Regions from separate parts of the Mus musculus genome. Here region 2 is linked to region 1. The links are chromatin contacts, called in public promoter capture Hi-C maps. All regions are on one chromosome and are shown on one strand. Each heading gives the region's core, a stretch centred on a gene start, on an enhancer-like site or on the middle of the called end of the contact. The rest is flanking DNA. Distances are from core to core; before and after follow the strand shown.

What was found. Promoter capture Hi-C pulls out the DNA fragments that hold promoters and counts their contacts.
Region 2: a contact with region 1 is called in a promoter capture Hi-C map of pre-B cells, with 2.0 times the contacts expected there. The contact joins the enhancer-like site here to the promoter of Slco5a1 in region 1. A contact is called at or near these places in 5 of 39 promoter capture datasets (the 3T3-L1 cell line, cranial neural crest, hippocampal neurons and 2 more), 3 of 484 Hi-C or Micro-C datasets (B cells, LSK cells and muscle stem cells), 3 of 115 datasets of contacts at active chromatin or transcription factors (embryonic stem cells, fibro-adipogenic progenitors and stem cell-derived neural progenitor cells) and 1 of 9 other capture datasets (liver).

Annotation. Positions count from the first base shown.
Region 1 is chr1:12,988,743-12,993,441 of GRCm38.p6, reverse strand. It overlaps Slco5a1 (solute carrier organic anion transporter family, member 5A1), which reads left to right and starts at 2,307. Exons shown (of 9, transcript NM_172841.2): 1 at 2,307-3,862. The coding sequence starts at 2,947.
Region 2 is chr1:13,645,769-13,650,422 of GRCm38.p6, reverse strand. It overlaps Lactb2 (lactamase, beta 2), which reads left to right. Exons shown (of 7, transcript NM_145381.2): 3 at 2,912-3,038. Among named protein-coding and RNA genes, the nearest start is that of Lactb2, 12 kb to the left of the region's middle. Within about 2 kb of position 2,377, at least 56 of the 459 cell types and tissues checked have an H3K27ac peak or open chromatin away from gene starts, as enhancers often do. A contact at or near this core is called in pre-B cells, where this site is marked.

The DNA of each region.
Region 1 (4,699 bases), core at 1,058-3,557:
CCCTCCCACAGCATCCCCCGCCACCCCATCGGCCTAACTAGGCTAGCCACTTCTACTTTCTCAACCTGTTTTCTGTCTCCCTGCCTCGTCACATATCAATATGTCTGTCTCTGTACTCACAACAGTCCACCACTATTGACAAAGCTATTTCTGGTAAGAAAGGCAGAATGCCATGGCCCCTTGGGACTGACAGTACACAAGTCACGAACCCCCTGTGTCCTGTTCCCTGCCGCTCTTGAGAAAACTGATTTACTTGTAGTGCCATGCCTCTGTGCCTTTGCAAGTGCCCTTCCTGATCCGGACAGGAAAGTGAATGGGTGTCTAGTTCTGCAGTCGCACACTGTATAGAATGAACTGTATAAAATCCTTTTACGTGGATATTTTGGCGGGGGATGGGAGAGGGCAAGACAAGTTTCCCTAACATTAGGGATCTTGTTCCACTTTGGTCCCCAGAATCTGCTATGGTAGAAAAGACATGGTGTGTGGTGAACATGGTAGAAGCCAATAGAAGTATTTCACATGAGATGGTCTTTCTGTCCACCTTGGTGACTTAAAGACACCCGCACCCTTGGGGCTTCAGTGCGGTTCGTCTTCCCACTGTACAGATGAAGGGCAGCGGGGTGGCTGGTTGCCTGAGGGCTGGGCTGGGTGGCTGCCCGCGCGCCTGCGCCCTCTGCTGCTCCGGTCCTGGCGCGTCTCTGTGCGTGTGTGTCTGCCTGGGGAGAAGAGGCTTGGGTGACAGGCCAGAGGTTGGGGGAAGAGTTAGCCAGCTCGACTCGCAGTCTCACTCCCTGATTTCTCGGCGGCGGGACCGAGACGGTCTCCGCAGGCGGCTGGCCCATCTTCCCCCACCGCTGCCGTCCTACAGCGGCTGATCCTCTCCCAGCCCGGCAGATTGGTCGTCACCCTCGCTAGTGAGTTGCGAAAGCTTGTGCGCCTAGCAGAGCGGCGAGCTGTGCCTGGCGGTTCTGTCCTCCCACCGGCTGTGTGTGTGTGTGTGTGTGTGTGTGTGTGTGTGTGTGTGTGCGTGCGCGCGCGCGGAGGGGATGTCCCTAGGATTCCGCGTTGGTTCCGAGAGCTCGGGGCGGGGATCCGCGTGTCCATCCCATGCGAGTCTGCGTCGCGATGCGGCTGCTCCCTCAGCCAGGGGCTCCGACGCCGGGATTCCCCAGCTCGGCGTGCAGCCACGGGTGGAGTTCCCCGGGAAGGCGCAGGGGTGAGCGGGCGGAGCCCAAGTGCCGGCTTGCAAGCCACTGGCAGTCCGGTCCTGAACAATACTGGGAGATGTTGTAGCCGCCTCTCTCATCTTTTTTCTTTTCGCAGCAGCATCACAAAAGCTCAGAACGAAACCCAACGCAGCAGAACCCCAATGCCTCCCATCTGGTGCACTTCGCCGCCGGGGCAGGAGGAGTATAGGGTTCCCCAAGATTAGGGATGGGGTTTACAGCGGAGGCGCACCTGTATTAGCGCTCGCTGAATTCAAACCAAGCGCTGGCTCGCACAAAGTGAACTCGTGTGTGTGTGTGTGTGTGTGTGTGTGTGTGTGTGTGTGTGTGTGTTATACTTCAGGCCTTCGCACACCTCACGCTCTCAGGGTGTGCTTGGCAAATAGCACACCTCCGGGCCGGCGTGCCTGTGTTGAGCCGTTTCGGTGGGCTCCCCGCGCACGCTGTGCCAGCTTGCCAGCGTCTCTTTGTTTGGTGTGGCTTCACTCAACCATTTGCAAAGCAAATTGATTTTCGGTTTCGCTCAACCTTGCGCTCTGGGACTTAACGTGGGCCACAGCCTCGAATGCCCTCGTTACTTGTAATTGAATATAGTTCTTTCCGGCAAGGGGCTATTTTTAGTGTAGAGAATAACCACGCAAGCATGTTGATCCCCTCCCCCCACGCGCTGTCTTTGACTTTAAGTAGGTGTTTGATGGAGCGGACGCATTCACATCTCGTCGCGCACACGTGCCAGTGTACAAGTGTGCACACATATTTCTACACGTAGTTTTCTTTCTACCGCTTAAAAATGTATTTTAAAATTTGAGACCAGGAATGTATTGTGTGCTTGTAAAAGGAAAAAAAAAACTTTCCTTTGTTCTTCTGGGAATCTTCTATTTTGAGTCATGGAGTAGGAGTACCAGAAGGTTGCTATTAGTTCACTCGAATAAAAGACACTGCCTTCTGAGTCAGAGCTGCCAGGCTGATAATTATTAACATATAAAAGCAAACGCACTGTTTAAGGCAAAAGGGGCGGGGCGGGGGCAGGCCCGCCGCAGACAATGAGCGAGAGTCTTGGCGGACCGCCTGCTGCTCATTGTTCCGGGACTTGAGGCTGCAGTCTCTGCAGGTCCCTCCTGCACGGTTCAGCTCCTGGCTAGCACCTCGGTCCCTCTGGGGTCCACGAGGTTACTTAGCACTAGTCACCGGACCCCGGGTTGCCAGCCCCAAGTGCATCCGTCCCTCTGACCATCAATTCTCTGCTTTACAGGTCGGCAGCTTCACGACCCTGTGTGTCACAAGCCTTGCGGTGGGCACCGAACACCCCTGGAGCCACAAAGTGGGATGTTGTTCGGACAGTTGCGCTAAGAGACCCCACACTGGGCCCAGGTCGCTCTAGCTTCTGGCCACCGTCTGAGAGGCGGCGGCGGAGGGGATGAGCACCGGACGCGCAAAGCGCCTACCGCGAGCTATCCCTGAGAGTGGACACCAAGCAGGACTCCTCGAAGGACCGCGTGGACCTTTACCTCCCCCGGTACAAGGTGGCTTCTTGTTGTGCCTCGGGTCAGGATGCTCTGGGCACCTCCCTGCTGCTGAGATGTTTTGCTTCCAGGCTCTGCCATCCCCAGCCCGGGTCTCAGGAGGAGACGACTGAGTGGGCCGGGCATCAGCCCCTCGTTCAGGTGGATGAAAAGTGCCGGAGGCCTTATATGGAATCAGCGATCACATTTTAAGAGCCATGGACGAAGGGGATGCGCAGTCTCGGGCCCAACAGCAGCTAGAGGCACCGTCTTCGGTTGGAGCTGTCCAAGAGAAGTGCGAGTCAGAGTCCTTCAGGTCTAAGAGTTTACCGGTCCTGCACAGCGCCTCCTGCCGGCAGAATTTCAGTGCTGGGAATGCAGATGGCAAACTGGCCTTGGGTTGCAATGAAGCTCCAGGTCGCCAGGAGACGCATCTAGGACGGAACTTGATAGTCCCCAGCCCTTCTGCTCCATCCACTTCGGCAGGCACTACAACGGAACTCATGGACTGTAACCACAGGATGGACCCCAGCAAAACTGTGTCAGTATCTTCCACTTTGGCCACACTCCAGGAGAGAAGGTGTCTCTACGTGGTCCTTACGGATTCTCGCTGCTTCTTAGTGTGCATGTGTTTTCTGACTTTCATCCAGGCGTTAATGGTCTCTGGGTACCTGAGCAGTGTCATCACCACCATCGAAAGGCGCTATAGCTTGAAGAGTTCTGAGTCAGGGCTGCTGGTCAGCTGCTTTGATATAGGAAACCTGGTGGTGGTGGTGTTCGTCAGCTACTTTGGTGGCCGTGGGCGAAGGCCCCTATGGCTGGCAGTGGGTGGACTTCTTATTGCCATCGGGGCTGCGCTCTTCGCTTTACCTCACTTTATCTCACCCCCCTATCAAATCCAAGAGTTGAACGCTTCGGCCTCCAACGATGGCCTTTGTCAGAATGGCAACTCCACAGCCATCTTGGAGCCTCCTCCCTGTCCCAAGGACTCGGGAGGAAATAGTCACTGGATCTACGTGGCTTTATTCGTTTGTGCACAGGTTCTCATTGGAATGGGCTCTACACCGATTTACACCCTGGGACCAACCTATTTAGATGACAACGTCAAGAAAGACAATGCATCCTTGTACCTAGGTAAGACTTGGAATTCTCAGGCATGTAGTTGGCTCACAGTGACATTCTTTTTCTTCCCCAGTCACAAAGGAACACAACCTTTTGTGTTTTCAAGTATATTAAGCATTATGGTTCATTCCTTTTGAGTCCTGCTTTTGGTGTAGTATGTTTTCAGTTTGGGATAAAGAGCTCTTTGAAATAATTTCACAGTTGTCTTTTCTCACCAATACAAAGGCTGAAAAATAGGACAGCACAGGGCCCGTTCCTCTTGTTGTTCACTTTTGGGGAACCTCTATTTGTCAAGTTTATCTTCTAAGCTTTCTTTCCAAGAAATGACCAGAAAGGAGGAGAGCTCACCAGCAGTTTTGAGTCATTGCTTTGCATTGTTACATCTGTTTCTCATCCCTAAAAGCAGATGATGGGGTAGCCAGACCACATATGCTATGTCACTTCACTTCCAAACTCTATTCTGAACATGTCTGATCACCCAGCACCAACAAAGCCTGAAAAACAGTAGATGAATAAGTTATGTCTGCCCACGAGGAAGCAACAGCATGGGCCATGGATTTATCCAAGGCTGTTTTCATTGGGCTTAGAAGACCTCAGTTACTGGAGTTTGTGAGAGTTCATTACTGTCTTCTGAAGAACACAGGCTCTTGGGTTTCATTCCTTGCCTTTCATTTAAGAGCACAGCAGACAGAGGTGTTTGGGATAAGTTCCGGGTATCCATGGGAGGTCAGCCAGGTATGCACAGGGCTAACCGAGTTTCTAGATGTAACTTTGGTGGTTGTCAGCATCTCTCTGTAGTTAGTAATTGCTCCTTCTAAAGTGCACTAAAAGATGGTTTTGAACCCCTGG
Region 2 (4,654 bases), core at 1,128-3,627, 660 kb before region 1:
ATTACCTGAGGCCTTAAGGTAACTTTAAGGCAGCTTGCTAAGACGTATGACAATCCAAGCTATGTCTCAGTATATCGACAGTTTCTCTCCCTGAGACCTACTTAGTACTGACATCTTTCCTATTCTTAATTTAAATCCTTTATTCTGCCATCACAGTTCTAGATTGAGAAAGCCACTGAACAATCATTCCGGCGCCTTCAGTGTGTCAGGTACTGGGTGTGGCACAAAGACAACAGCAGTGAACAAAAGCAGAGGAAGCTCCTAGCCAGGAGCTTCCACACACGAACACCCCTAAAACAAAGCCCCCAGCCTGATGCCACAGGTGGGAAGGGACCCTGCGCTACAGATGGCAGGCAAAGCACAAACACCCTGGAAGAACAGTATAAAATTACCTTTGGGGTTTCCCGAGAGAAAAACAGTTGTAGGTTCTGTACAAAAGAGCAAATATTTGTATAATTACCATTCAGATAATACAAAGAAATTAGAAGAGAAATTTGACACAGCTCTGTATAGCTACTAAAATTTTAGTGCTTTTCTTGAGAAAGCTCTTGCTGTCTGCCGTCCTGGGCCTGACTGAAGCCACACAAGCTGTTTGCAGACTTGGTTTGGCAGGAATCCAGTTCCACGGCGCTCTGCTTCTGCATCGCATCTCCCCTAAGTCCCGGGAGCTGCGCTCTTCTCCTTTGCGTTGCACTATAGCCGTGCTGCTTTGTAGTACTTACTATTTAGTTGCTGCGAGGGCAGCGTGGCTCAAGTAATATTCAGTGCTGGCTACCTGTATTGTTTTAAAGTACATGTATTTTAAAGGTTATACTAAAATATATAATTGCCATTTATACAGTTTCTTTGGCAATACAGAGTAAATTTGAAGCAACTGATAAGAGACTTTTTTCAAAACCAACCAGTTTAGGTCTGGAGATTTTACTCAGTGGTTAAAAGTGTGTCTTATCCTTGCACAGAACAGGAGTTTGGTTTACGGCACCTATGTCAGGCAGTTCATAACCACATGTAACTCTGGTTCCAGGATCAGATGCTGTCTTGGGCATCAGATGCTCCTGTGGGCACCACACACATGTGGCATACATTCACACAGAAACATAGAAGAAAAAACAAAATCTCTAAATTAAAAACAGTCAGGATGAACTACGCCTTTAATCACAGCACTCGGAAGGCAAAGGCAGATGGATCTCAGAGTTCAAGGCCAGCCTGGTCTACAGAGGGAGTTCTAAGACAGTCAGGACTAGCCTGTCTCGGAGGAGGGAAAAGGCCAGGATAAATGTTATTTCTCCCTCTGTTCTCAGTGCCACTGCCCTAGCCTTTATAAAGTCCAGTTGGACGAACTGTTGGCAGTCATCCCTTCCCCCAGCCACCCCTACTCCCACAACATATAGCTGCCATATTGACGACGGTCCTGTTAATACTGTCACCGATTTTGCTAAAAACTGTCTAGAAGTGTAGACACTTCACCCCTTCTTAGAAGTGGGAACAAAACACCCATGGAAGGAGTTACAGAGACACAGTTTGGAGCTGAGACGAAAGGATGGACCATCCAGAGACTGCCCCACCCGGGGGTCCATCCCATAATCAGCTTCCAAACGCAGACAGTATTGCATACGCCAGCAAGATTTTGCTGAAAGGACCCTGATATAACTGTCTCTTGTGAGACTATGCCAGGGCCTAGCAAACACAGAAGTGGATGCTCACAGTCATGTATTGTATGGAACACAGGACCCCCAGTGGAGGAGCTAGAGAAAGTACCCAAGGAGCTGAAGGGGTCTACAACCCTATAGGTGGAACAACAGTATGAACTAACCAGTACCCCCAGAGCTCGTGTCTCTAGCTGCATATGTATCAGAAGATGGCCTAGTCAGCCATCATTGGGAAGAGAGGCCCATTGGTCTTGCAAACTTTATATGCCCCAGTATAGGGGAACACCAGCGCCAAGAAGTGGGAGTTGTGGGTAGGGGAGCAGGGGTGGGGAGGGTATAGGGGACTTTCGGGATAGCATTTAAAATGTAAATGAAGTAAATACCTAATAAAAAATTGGAAAAAAAAATGTCTAGAGGCCACAGTGGCCAAGTTTAACACCCACTCCCCTGTCAGCCAAGTCATCTTACCTATCCAAGTGTCTCTTCCCAGACAGACAGCATTTTCATTAGGCAAGATGTTGCCTTATCACAGCCACAGCGTACACGCGCTCACTCCCAGGCCTCTCCTAATGTAATGCTGCTCTGCTCCCTGCCAGCCCTCACCGTACCTACCCACTGCTCATCCCGTCAGCCAGCCAGTCACGTCTCAGCTTCTGCCCCACACCCAGTCCTCTCATCCCAGCTGAGCTGTCTCTTCAGCTCCAGGAATAGCCCCTGGAGTGAAAGTTTCACTTCCCCAGCTATGTCTGACTTCTGCTTTTATCCACAGTAGCTACTGTCCTGGTTAAACGACTGACACTGCTAAGTGGTAAAGCATTGGGTTTCTCTGTCAGTGAGGAGTCAGGCTTAAGTATGTCAGCTGTCAGGGTTAGAGTCTCTGGGAGTCCTTTGAGCACTACCAGCCAGGTGGACTTAGTTTTAACTGCTGCCGTGACTCGTTCACTGCTAAGCAGGCACCTAGAGAAAGGTGCTCAGCGCTCCATCACACTGTCTCCCGTCACCTCCCAGGGTACACAGAATAGAAATGACTAAAAATTCACAGCAGCTTTTATGTGACCTAAAGGGGCATGGAGAAGACAACACTCTGGGAACATGTGAACTAGTTCCATTGCAGAGGTACAGTGCTTTAATTCTGTTGTCCTGTCATCTGGATGCTAGGGTTTTATGCAGCCATTGGGGGTGTCACCTGTGTGAGGGCTGGTCTCTTAAACAGATAAACCATTCAGAGTATGACTTAATATATTTACATGTTTTATGACTAGACACCACCTACTGCATTAAAAAACTTCGACGGAATCCCCAGAGAGAAGAAATTATAGGAAATGGAGAACAGCAATTTATTTATATAGAAAACGGAGACGTGGTTAAGACCGAGGGAGCCACTCTCAGGTAACTAAACAGCCCTAACTTACAGCCTGTGTTATAAAGAAGGATGAAGACAGGTCGGTATGTTTGCCTGCACGTGTGAAGAGTCATGAATACAGAAGAAATCTGACACATTTAATGCTCTCAGGAAAGAGAACGAAAGGGCTTGTGCGCAAACCAGGAAACAAATACCCTTCACTCCTTCTGCTCTCTCTTTAATTGTTCTTGGTGGTGTTTAAATTCATACCACTATTGAGAAATACAGACTTGAGAAGGCTGGGTACAGGTGTGATTGCTCATAGACATGGGAGGCTGAGTCAGGCGTGTGCCATGAGTTCAAGGTCAGTCTCTACTACCTATGAAGTTCCAGGTTGGCTTGGTCGCAGCAGAAGATCCTGTCTCAAAAAAGCAAGTTATTTTAAAACTTAACGTTACTCCTTGGGTGAATCAAGGAACTAACTACCTGAACCTCAATGTAGGGCCTTTCCCAGTGTTCTCACTTCAGAAAAAAAAAAATACGTAAATACTCTAGGGGTCGACCTGTTTCAGAGAGAAAGTCTTTCCTGCTCTGATTTTTTGAGAGCGTCCCCAGTCTCCTAGTCCGGTCTTGCCTTCAATCTCAGAGCGCACACTGTGCTCTGAAGTGGGATGTTATTCAGAATTACTTTTCAACTTTAACTGCTTTTCACCTTTACCATTTCCCTGATCTCTCATTAAACTTGGGTAGACTTTGCCCCAAAAGTATTTGTCAAGGGCAGCAAGATGCTCATTGGGTAAAGTGTTTGCTAAGCTTGATGACATGGCATTCAATCACGCTGGCTACGTAATAGGAGGAGGAGCCAACTCCCAGAAGATGTCCTCCCACCTCCACAGACACCATGCTCCCACCCAGCACCCACATATAAATAAACATGTAGTTATGAACAATTAAAATGAAGCACTTGCTGGAGCTGTTCCTTTCCCTGTCTCCTGCTGTTACATCCTCGCTAACAGGCAGTCTCCAGCCTTTCCCCTTTCTAGTCTCCCTCTATCCCTGTCACTAGAACCTGTGATGATTCCCACTAGCCACAAGATGTTTAGTTCCATGGTCTAGCCCAAAACATCGTTTCTGGTCTTAACTCCATCTACCCCTCTCACAGACCCGAAGAAGTGTATGTAAATTCCTGTGGCATGTTCTGACTTTCCTTTGTTTATATCTTCCCTTTCCACAGGCTTTTCTCCCTGGTAAACTACTGTTTTCCCAGTTCACCAGTTACTTTGAATACCCTTTCTGAGCAGAATTCCTCCTTTCTCCAGCTCTCTTACCATTCTTGCTGTTTCATTAAAGCACTTTGTGTCTGTGAGTAGGTATCTTCTCATCTCTCACAAGTCACAGTAGTAGTTAATGCCAGTTGTCACAGCTAGATAGCTTAGAAATGCAGTGGTTCAGTTGGGCGTGGTGGAACACGCCTTTAATCCCAGCACTCGGGAGGCAGAGGCAGGTGAATTTCTGAGTTCAAGGCCAGCCTGGTCTACAAAGTGAGTTCCAGGACAGCCAGGGCTATACAGAGAAACCCTGTCTTGAAAAAAAAAAAAAAAAAAGAAAGAGAGAGAGAGAGGGGAAGGGAGGAAGAAGGGAGGGAGGGAGGGAAGGAAGGAAG